2 separate regions of the Macaca mulatta genome follow, and region 2 is linked to region 1. Evidence: chromatin contacts called from public Hi-C data. All regions are on one chromosome and are shown on one strand. The core of a region is the stretch at or near the end of the contact, and the rest is flanking DNA. Distances in the headings are between cores, read along the strand shown.

The links. Hi-C and Micro-C count contacts between places; a contact is called where the count stands out from the background.
Region 2: a Hi-C map of fetal cortical plate shows a contact between it and region 1, with 2.5 times the contacts expected there. The contact joins the promoter of LOC144332671 here to the promoter of ARL6IP4 in region 1. A contact is called at or near these places in 5 of 14 Hi-C or Micro-C datasets (cortical neurons, fetal cortex germinal zone, fetal cortical plate and 2 more).

The regions. Positions count from the first base shown.
Region 1 is chr11:130,376,930-130,382,197 of T2T-MMU8v2.0, forward strand. It overlaps ARL6IP4 (ADP ribosylation factor like GTPase 6 interacting protein 4), which reads left to right and starts at 2,545. Exons shown (of 6, transcript XM_077955686.1): 1 at 2,545-2,758; 2 at 3,523-3,642; 3 at 3,972-4,180; 4 at 4,402-4,445; 5 at 4,828-4,897; 6 at 4,979-5,268. The coding sequence starts at 2,578. The coding sequence ends at 5,035. OGFOD2 (2-oxoglutarate and iron dependent oxygenase domain containing 2) reads left to right here. Exons shown (of 6, transcript XM_077955669.1): 4 at 815-942; 5 at 1,123-1,380; 6 at 1,453-2,410. The coding sequence starts at 904. The coding sequence ends at 1,716.
Region 2 is chr11:130,549,623-130,554,890 of T2T-MMU8v2.0, forward strand. It overlaps LOC144332671, which reads right to left and starts at 2,994. Exons shown (of 4, transcript XM_077953108.1): 1 at 2,948-2,994; 2 at 2,483-2,613; 3 at 1,709-2,272. The coding sequence starts at 2,994. The coding sequence ends at 1,767. It overlaps MPHOSPH9 (M-phase phosphoprotein 9), which reads right to left. Exons shown (of 25, transcript XM_077955588.1): 25 at 3,282-3,581.

The DNA of each region.
Region 1 (5,268 bases), core at 1,295-3,794:
TTCCTCTTACTGGCACTGATAGCCTGGGCTAGGGGCTCCTGTGGGAGACAGATATGTTTCCCCTCATGGAGGCTGTGCTTTGTTAGGGGGCATGGGTGGAAGGAACTCCCCTCCTCCCAGCCTGGGGGTGCTCTCCTCATTGCCTTCCACTCCCCGGCAGCTGAGATTGTGCTGAGGCTGTTGGCTGGGGCAGGGCCCAGGCTGCGAGGTGGCCCCATCGGGGGCACACTAGCCCTGCACCCCTGGGCACTGGTGCATCTGCCAAGAAATGTTTAGGTTTCCATTCTCAGCCTGGCTTCTTCCCCCTCCAGGACCCAGCAAGAAAGAACAGCCTCTCCTGGCCTTCCTGCTGGGGGACAGAGGCTCCCAGAGCCACTTCTGAGTTGGGGTACAGACCTCGGTGGCTCATCAGGTGAAAGGAGGTGCAGAGAGCCTGAAGTTGGCTCTGTGATCCCAGCTTGGCCGTCACTGGCCTGCCAGGTGTCGCTGGGCTACTTCCTTTCCCTCTATGGGCCTCAGGACCCATATGGGAGCTCCCAGGGCCAGCCCTGTGGACACTTGTGGAGTCTGGGGAATGGTTCCGGGCATAAGTAGGGGGGCATGGGAATCAGCCTCCCCTGCTCCTCATGTTACTTCAGTCATCACAACAGCCCTGAAAAGCGAGGGCCTTATCCCCATGGCACAGGTGATGAAACTGAGGCTTGGGGGAGTGAACAGACATGCCCAGACTCACATGGTTCACGGGAAGACTGAAGCCCAGGCTTGGCCGGCCCACAGCCACATTCAGGCCAACAGACCATCCCTCCTTCCACAGGGGAGAAGCGCATCTACCGGGTGCCTGTGTTCACAGCACCCTTCTGCCAGGCCCTGCTGGAAGAGCTGGAGCACTTCGAGCAGTCGGACATGCCTAAGGGGAGGCCCAACACCATGAACAACTACGGGGTGGGTGAGGCCTGGCCAGTGGCAGAGGAGGGGGTGGCTGAGGTCAGGAGGCAGTGTTGGAGGTGCTGCAGATGGGCTGCCTGCCCGGGCTGCGAAAGGTCACAGTGGGATCACGGCGGAGTGGAAGCCCAGGGTTGCAGCCCCCTAGTTTCCTTGCTGACCCCAGGAATCCCCTCCCAGGTGCTGCTGCACGAGCTCGGACTGGACGAGCCGCTGATGACACCACTGCGGGAGCGCTTCCTGCAGCCACTGATGGCCCTGCTGTACCCCGACTGTGGCGGGGGCCGGCTCGACAGCCACCGGGCCTTTGTGGTCAAATACGCACTGGGCCAGGACCTCGAGCTGGGCTGCCACTATGATAATGCCGAGCTCACCCTCAATGTGGCCTTGGGCAAGGTCTTCACAGGGGGCGCCCTGTATTTTGGGGGCCTCTTCCAGGTGAGTGTGTGACCCATGCGGCAGGACCTGGGGCAGCTGTGAGTGCCCAGGCCTGAGCCGTGCCATCTGCAGGCACCCACAGCCCTGACGGAGCCCCTGGAGGTGGAGCACGTGGTGGGCCAGGGTGTTCTCCACCGTGGCGGCCAGCTACATGGGGCCCGGCCCTTGGGCACTGGTGAGCGTTGGAACCTCGTCGTCTGGCTCCGAGCCTCTGCCGTGCGCAACCGCCTCTGTCCCATGTGCCGCTGTGAGCCCGACCTGGTGGATGATGAGGGCTTCAGTGATGGCTTCACCAGAGAGGAGCCGACCGCGGTGGATGTGTGTGCGCTCACCTGAGGCTGCTTGGGCCCAGTGTGGGGGTGGCAGGGCAGGTGAGGGCTCTGTCGCCTTGGGCTGGGGGCAGAAATAAACTCCCCGCAGCCTACCGCATTTCTTGGCTCGAGGCTGTGCCAGCTTCTGGGTCATCCTCTGGGCAAACAGGCTGCCTTAGTTCAGGTTTGTCGGAAGCAGAGTGTGGAATGAGGCTTCGGCAAGGGAGTGAGGGAAGCAGGGGAGGGGAGGGAGCAGCTGGGCAAGGAGGTGGCTTCAGAGGAAGTCCAGCCTCAGCAGGACCCGCAAAGAGCTCCAGGCACAGCCCACAGTACCACAGTGTGCCCACACCATCGGTTGGCTCCCAGATGAGGAGGCCAGAGAGGGGTGAGTAACTTCCCATGCACTTATCTCCAGGGCAGGGTACCTTCCAGTAGCCAAGGGAAGCTTCCAGAGACAGCACAGATGTGAACCCTCAGCAGCAGGCATCCCCCCCAGTGGCTCGGTGGGCCACCAGTAGCATCTTCTAGATGGCAGAGGGGGAATGGCAGGGCCAGGAGCCAGGCTGCCTGGGTTCCCACTCTGCTGCTGCCACTTCCAGCTGTGTGGCTCTGGATGAGCCTTTGCCTTTTGGTGCCTTGGTTTCCGCATTTAGCACCTACTTCCTAGAGCTGTTTTGAGAGTCAGATACGCCGATGTATCTATATAAAGTGCTTTGCAAGAGCCCTTTGTGTTTGCGGCTGTCATTATTGTGGAAGAGTTGCTATTGGGGGCCTGAAATCGGATGAAGCGCACAGCCACGATTTGGGTTACACATTTGAAAATCAGGGGGCTTCCATATTGCAGTCTTGAGTTCGGTCTCCCTGGGAAGGTGGGGCCACCAGCCCCATGCCCCTGTTGCACGGATCAGCTGGAGCAGAATCCCGGCTTCCCTCCGGATGGGCCTGGGTCCATGCCCGCGCTCACTGCCAAGATCTCTCTGGCCCCTACGGACACGAGTTTGCGACCTCTGAGTCACTGGGTGGGCTCGTCGGAAAGACCCGGGCGTCTCACTCTGGAGCTCACAGTCGTACGGAGAAGACAGCACCAGCCGGGGAGGAGGGCGGCGCGCGCGAGGGTCGCCTTCTTCCCAGGGCACCGGGGGCGTGGGTGCTGCGGGAGCGCACCGAAAGGGCAGCCTTGGAAGCGGGCGCAGCTTCGGCAGACACAGGCCTGAGGGGCTGCGGAGCTCGAGGGCCGGCGCTAGGCTGCAGCGCACGGCCTCGCCCCGGCGCCCCTCCTTGCCTCTGCGGGAGGTGGGCGCGCCCAAAACGGAACCTGGGGCGTCAGAACGAAAGGCAGTGGCGCCGCGCTTCCCGGCCGGACAGCCTCCAGCGCAGCGCCCCGGCCGGAAGCCTTCTCGCCGCCGCTTCCTCTCGAGAAGGCGTGGGGCGGGCTGTCCGGCCCGCAGGGCGGTCAAGGTGGGAACGGAACAGCCCCAGGGGACCCCTTGAGGCGGCGAGGGCGCTAGGCTGGAGGGTAGGAGAGCGCGGGAAAGCGCCCCACACGCCACTCGCGGCGGACTGCGGCTGGTTCCCAGGGGCTCCAAGCCGGGTGCGCGGGCGTGGGGCCTCCGGGTGGGGGCGCGCCCTTAATAGGCGCCGCTGCGGGAACTGGAGTCGGTATGAGAAGCCGGAGTCCCCAGCATTGGGGGTGGGTGAGGGTCGCTTATTTTCCCGGGGCGGTGACGGGTACTGGGCGCCGCGAGGCCCCAACCCCGCTAGAGCCGCCCTTGGAGCCCGCCCGTGGCCGGCTTGGGGGGCTTCGGCTCAAGCGCTTCCTCCCCGTCGCTAGCCCGCGGCGCCATGGCTCACGTCGGCTCCCGCAAGCGCTCGAGGAGTCGCAGCCGGTCCCGGGGACGGGGGTCGGAAAAGAGAAAGAAGAAGAGCAGGAAGGACGCCTCCGCATCCCAAGGTCGCAAGGCCAGCACGGCCCTCGGGGCGGAGGGTGAGGACCACAGGCATCGGGGAGAGGAGGCACAGCCATTTCCCGGGGAAGTCGGGGCGAGCAGCGGTCGGGGACGCTCAGTCATGCCTCTGTGCATCCGGGCCTGAGATGTGAGGGCCAGGCGCCACGGGAGCCGGGAAGGGGCTCCTCCGGGAAGCTCCATCTGTGTTCTGGAAAGCCCCGCAGGAGGCGCTCACCCTGTAGATGGTCTGTGCCTGCCCCAGGCCAGAGTAGGGGACGAAGGTTTACCTCTTCCCCTCCTGGCCTTCTAGCCTCACCTTCTCCCTGCATCACAGAGAGAAGCAAGCACAAGGCCCGGAGGAGACCACGATCCAGCTCCTCCTCCTCCTCTTCCAGTTCTAGCTCTTCTTCCTCCTCGTCCTCCTCCTCTTCCTCCAGTGATGGCCGGAAGAAGCGGGGGAAGTACAAGGACAAGAAGAGGAGGAGGAAGAAGAAGAAGAAGAAGCTGAAGAAGAAGGGCAAGGAGAAGGTGGAAGCACAGCAAGTGGAGGCTCTGCCGGGCCCCTCGCTGGACCAGTGGCACCGATCAGCTGGGGAGGAAGAGGATGGCCCAGGTACTGTGCTGCCCAGCACCTGAGAGGGAGAAGGTCCCTTCCCAAGGCCTGGCCACCACCTCCATCTTCCCTTCCAGTCCTGACGGATGAGCAGAAGTCCCGAATCCAGGCCATGAAGCCCATGACCAAGGAGGAGTGGGATGCCCGGCAGAGCATAATCCGCAAGGTGGTGGACCCCGAGACGGGGCGCACCAGGTGGGGAGCCCTCGGCCTGACTTACACCGCGGGGTCTGGGAGTGTTGGCCGAAGATGTGAGGAGCCGGGCCGGGTGGGGGTGCTGCTGCCTGAAAAAGGCCAGATGTGGGCAAAAAACCATCACTGCGAGTAAGCAGTTGTAGGGGCTGGAAGGGCCTGGAGGAGGCTTTTCAAAGGGCTGTTGTTGGCGGGGCTGAGGCTGTCAAGGTGGAGCCCAGCTCGGCTGCCTTTATCAGGGAGAGTGGGTGAGGGCCCAGAGTCTGCCCACTCAAGGCTGCGGGGCAGGAGCCTGGGAACCCTCTGCCGGCTGCTTCTGGTTCTGCTCCTTTGGCATTAGGGGAGCTGCCTATTCCTTGCTGAATGGAGACCCTCCCACCCCCAGGCTAATTAAGGGAGATGGTGAGGTCCTAGAGGAAATCGTAACCAAAGAACGACACAGAGAGATCAACAAGGTGGGTGTGGCCCCTCTGCCTGCCATCCACCCCCAGCTCTGTTTGTGATATCCCCCTCCTCCTGTGTGCTTTCTTCCCCAGCAAGCCACCCGCGGGGACGGCCTGGCCTTCCAGATGCGAGCTGGGTTGCTTCCCTGAGGGCCCCGGCTGGCCAAGGCCTGTGGACGGTGCTGGCGACCCGGCCTGGGCAGGCTTCAGGGTGCCAGTGGGAAGCCTGATGAGTGCTGGTGGCCTTTTCCCCGTGGATTGGCCTCTGGCCCAGCCCAGCCTCTTCTCAGGGGCAGGGGGTGGAGGATGGGGTCACCAGCCTGCTCGGCACCCCCATCTGAAACAGCGACACTTCTAAGCTATTAAAGGTTCTCTGGTTAGAG
Region 2 (5,268 bases), core at 1,744-4,243, 170 kb after region 1:
TAGACAGGACCCAGATCCCAAGGGGCCTTAGATACGCAAAGGAATTCTTTCAGATTCCATAAGGTGCAACCACAACCAAGAGAAATCAAGCGACCTAGTTAAGCTCCTACAGCAAGTTATGCGGAAAAGCCAGGCCTGGAACCCCAGTCCCCTTCTCCCCTTTCCCGCAGTCCCCTTCTCTCCCCTACTGCCTCCCATGCCTGAGCAGCTGGAGAAGGCCAGGAGAGAGAATGGCCCATTCAACACTCACTACCCAGAGAATCTAGAGTCTGTGCCTGGCCATCTTCAGGGCAGAGGATGTACTGTCCTGTTCACTTGGCAAGCCACTCCTTACAAGAAAAACAGTCCTTCCTAGCTCACTGTGTTTGTCTCTGCAGTGGGAGAGGGCTGGAAGTCCATTCCAACCACAGAATACAGTCTCTTCACGGAAGAAAAATAATTTAACAGCAACAGTCCAGGAACCAGAAAAGCTAGGGTTCCAGAGGCAAGCCTTGGAAGGGCCTTCTGCTCCACGGAGACACTGACTGCACGCAGGGTACTGACCAGAGCAGGGGACCAGAGATGAATCAACTCCAGCCCTGGAGCTCACCGTCCAGCAGGGGAGATAAGGCAGATGGAAAAGTAACTATAAAATAAGGCAGACGTCGATAAGAGTTACACAGGAGATACAGATAGCAGGCAGTGGGAGTTCAGAGCAGAGAGGAGTCTGGGGGATGGGTGTCAGAGAAGATTCAGATGAAGGGGAGCACTTACTGCCTTCCCTCCAGAAGTGGGGGGTCTATCAGCAGCTCTGGTCACTCCCAGATGGGGGCCGGGGAGAGAGCTGGTCGTGAACAAAGACAGATGTTGCAGTGAGGTCTCCTTTGAAGAATCCAGATTCTGGGTGGGGGAGGCAGGTAGGCCAGGGTGTTTGCAGAGGCGCCCAGCCCACACTTCAGAGGGAGGGAGAGGAGTGCAGGATGCCTGCAGGAGCAAGTCGGTGGAAAGGGGACAAGCCTGGAGGACTTGCCTTGAAATGACATTTGCACCGCACGCACTATGTTCACCTGGACTGGTCGTTTGGGATTTCTTGCGGGGAGTCAGTGCACACTGGGGCGGGTGACACTGAACTTTCCCTCTCCCCAAGCCCCCCCGATCAGCCTTCCCACGGATAAGAAAGGATTCGGGGTGTGAAGAAGACAGAGGCGGCACCCCCATAACAACAGGAAGGGGGCACTGAGGATGGAAACGGGCCACACCCCAACCCTGGGCCCCCGACACGCAGAGGTCACGGCCCGGGCCTGGGGACGTTGAGCTGGAGGCGGGAAGCAGAGGCGGCGGGCCAGGGGGCTCACCTCCGTTTCCTGCCGACAGCCCCTTCCTCGCCCTGGCACCGGCACTGCCCACGCCTGCCCCCTGACCGCTATGACACTTGTCCCTGGCGGGGGTCCCCCACGCGGCCGCGACCGACGGAAATTCGGAAATCAGCGTTTCGGGCACGAATCCGGGGCCGGCGACTCACTGAGGCCATCTCCCGAGCGGGGTTCCCGCACGCCACACCCTCCTCCCTGCCCGGGTCTCCGCTCCCTCCTCCAGCCCCGGCGGCTCGAGGGCGGGCGGGCCGGGGCCTCTCTGGGAGCCGCCGCCCCAGATCCCCAGGTCCCCGGCCCGCGCCCGGCACTGCGGGACTAGCCACGGGCCTGCGGAGCGGCCGCCTGGACGCACTCACCCCGCTCAGCGCGGCCGTGGGCTCCGTCCTCTTCGGCCCCGGGTGGGCCGCCGCCACCTCACGCTGCCTCACGGGGAGCGCCCGCCCCGCGGCCCCGGCCCGGCCGGCTGCGCCCCGCGCGCCCCCGCCGCCTGCTGGACCCGGGCGAGCGGCAGGGCCCCGGCGGGCATTGCTCCCGGGCGTCGCAGGCGGGCGGCGGCGGCGCACGTGCTGGCGGGCGGCTCTCGCTGCGGCGGCCGCGGGCTGAGGAGGAAACGCCGGGCGGGCGGGCGCCCGGGGCCGCCTGGACAGCTCTACGCCGCGGCGCCGCCGTGCCCCGCGCACCCCAGCGGCCGCTGCTGCCCGCGCGCGCCGGGCCGGGCTCGCATTCCCTCAGTGGCGGCGGCGCCTCCTCAGGCCGCGCGGGGGAGCGGCGGCGGCGGCGGCGGCGGCGGGGGCGCGTCCCTGCGGAGTCCCGGCCCGGCCCCGCCGCCTCCGCCGGAAGAAACCTCTCCGACTCAGGCAGCCCGCCTGGTTCCTCAGCCCCGCCGCGGCGCCCCCGCTCCTCCCCAGCTCGCCCGTGTTCTCACACCCCGGGACTGCACTCGTGGGCGGCGGCGCGGATCCCCGCCTCAGGGTCCTCGCCCACCGTCCGCAGCAGCCAAGCGCACTTGGAGGCGGGAACCTGCCGACTTGCGGCCACTGTGACTCTTAAAACAGCCTCATTTTAAAAAATGAAGTTTCTTAGGAGCGAAATGGCAAACCAGGGAGGGCAGAGCGCAGCGGGCCGCTCACCGAAGCCCAGCCCCGCACGCGGTGCTCGCCACACGCCGGGTCCGCGCTCTCCCCTCAGGACGCCCGGGCCACGGCCCAAGGAACGGCAGAGCCGGGACCGCAGCCGCCCCGGTTCCCACCTCAGGGAGTAGCTGGAAGAGGATCACGAACAGCTTAATCCCGATGATCTGGCACGACAGGGCTCTCCAATGGGAAGAGCCCCCGGTGGGGGGGCGTCTGGTGACATTCCTTAAAAACATGAGGTGTTTGTTAGGTTGAGCCAGGGTGGACTTGTTTGGCAAAATCTGAAGTCATGGAACTAAAGAGGGCACACCTAAAACTTAGTGATGGGCGACCCATCCCTTCTTATCGCCTTATAAGGCTGAGGAACCGGCGGTGCTCCCCTGGAGAGGACAAGCTAAAATTAAGGCGGCCTAGATGACTCCAGATGGAGCCGGGGAGGCCGAGCCCCTGACGGCTGCTCACCTCCTGTGGTCACGGCAGAACCCAGCCGAACGGGCCAGGAAGGCCATCGTTCCGACTAGCCTCCAGGTGCCCCTGACCATGACTAGGCAGAGGAGGACCAAGGCGTCCCATCATCACTTAGAACGCCTCAGCCCCTTCCCTCCACCAAGAGGTGCCCTAGGATCCATCCAGAAAGATCTGCGGAGCCCACAGAGCCCCAGCGGGAACTGTACTCCTGGATGGACGCCCCTTAACCCGTAACTCAAGGACTTCTCTATGCCTGCGACTTAAAATCACCAACAACCCGCTCCCGCAGCCAACTAGCATAAATAAACACACGAAGGCCACACGCCAGTTCACAGCCACGAGTATTTATTGAGTGCCCGTAGTGCAAGAAAGAGATGGTCCCTGCTCCCGCAGAGCTTACAGCTTCACGACGCCAGCATCTGTCTAGATTCAGAAACAACTGCAGCAAGCACTTGTCTATCCACCAGCAGCACTGTATAAAGCACATTTTTCACATTATCAGTCACTGTTACAGTGAAATTGTTAGATGTAAAAATTATCCTTGAAATCTGTAGTCATAGAGATGACACGATATATAATGTCCAGCAAATGCACATTTATGGCTTGATTCCTCACATATCTGAGAGGTCTATGGAAATAAAGCACAAATCAGGCAGAAAAGACTTAGTAACACAGTTTCTAATATTGGGGTAGTAGTTTATTATCAAACTACCATAGAGCTCTTGGCAGGGCGGGAAATTATTTCCAGCTAAATTTGTGCAATATAGTGGATTTAATCAAACCTGCAACTGTCAACCATACATGATCCCCCATGACAGGTAAATATAATCTACCTGTCTGAATCCTAAAAGGCTACGGGTATGCATTTATTTTTTAAAGCTTCTTAAATACTCATAGCACAAGTGGCACATTGAAATCTAGTGAAAACTTCTGAGATAATCTAAAAATTAAAGTGACAAAAGTGTCTAATTTTACCACATATTTAGGTGCAGAGTTCAGATTTCAAGCAGCGTCCAGCAAAGCATGTGGCTTTTCTGGGTTAGAAGGGGACAGTTTTTGATTGGCTATCACAGGCCCCCCATACATCTCCTAACGCCCACTGGCAGGCACTTCCCGCGCGTGGTTCTGCCCACAGGCCATCACCTTTAGATGAAACATTTGAAGGGGCAATTATTTGGAGGATACTGGCAATAACTTTTAGAAAAACAGCCTATATTTATATTATCAAATAACCCCCAAGTCACCAATAAGACCAAAGTGCTTTCTGAACTTACACTTGACAGGTTATCAAATTTGTTAAATTTTTGGTGGTTAAAAAACCAAACACACCAGAAGGAAGCTCAATTTAAACTCCAAAAAACTCATGTTTTTTGCAAAGAGTGAAGATAACTAACAAATGTCAGTCCAAGGCAGTTTTCAGGTCAACTGCTTGGGACATAATCTACTTTTTTATTTCAAGTGTGCTACCTCAAGGCTGGGCACAGTGGCTCATGCCTGTAATTCCAACACTTTGGGAGGCCAAGGCAGGAGGATCATTTGGGGTCAGGAGTTCAAGACCAGGCTGGCCAACATGGTGAGAACCCCGTCTCTACTGAAAATACAAAAATTAGCCAGGCGTGGTACGCACCTATAATCCCAGCTACACGGGAGGCTGAGGCAGGAGAATAGCTTGAACCCAGGAGACAGAGGTTGCAGTGAGCCAGTACCACACTACTGCACTCCAGCCTGGACAACAGAGCTAGTAGACTCCATCTCAAAAAAAAAAAAAAAAAAAAAAGTATGCTACCTCAAAAGCCTACTTAACTCAATGAATCTGAAATGTAGTATTTCTTGAGCACTTACTAAGCACCAGGCACTTTACAAAATCTCCCTTAATGAACGGAGTTTTCGGCTGGTCGCAGTGGCTCACGCCTGTAATCCCAGCACTTTGGGAGGCCGAGGCAGGCAGATCACGAGGTCAGGAGATCGAGACCATCCTGGCTAACACAGTGAAACCCCATCTCTACTGAAAATACAAAAAATTAGCTGGGCGCGGTGGCAGCCACCTGTAGTCCCAGTTACTCAGGAGGCTGAGGCAGGAGAATGGCATGAACCCGGGAGGCGGAGCTTGCAGTGAGCCGAGATTGCACCACTGCATTCCAGCCTTGGTGACAGAGCGAGACTCCGTCTCAAAAAAATGAAAGGAGTTTTCTTATTTCATCTTATAGCTGAGGAAGGCAGGCCTGTGCCAGGATGTGACCCAAGTCTCTCTGGCTCCAAGTCTCTCCTCTCTTGTCCCAAGCCCAGCTCTGCACAGCCCTAGCACGGCCATTTTA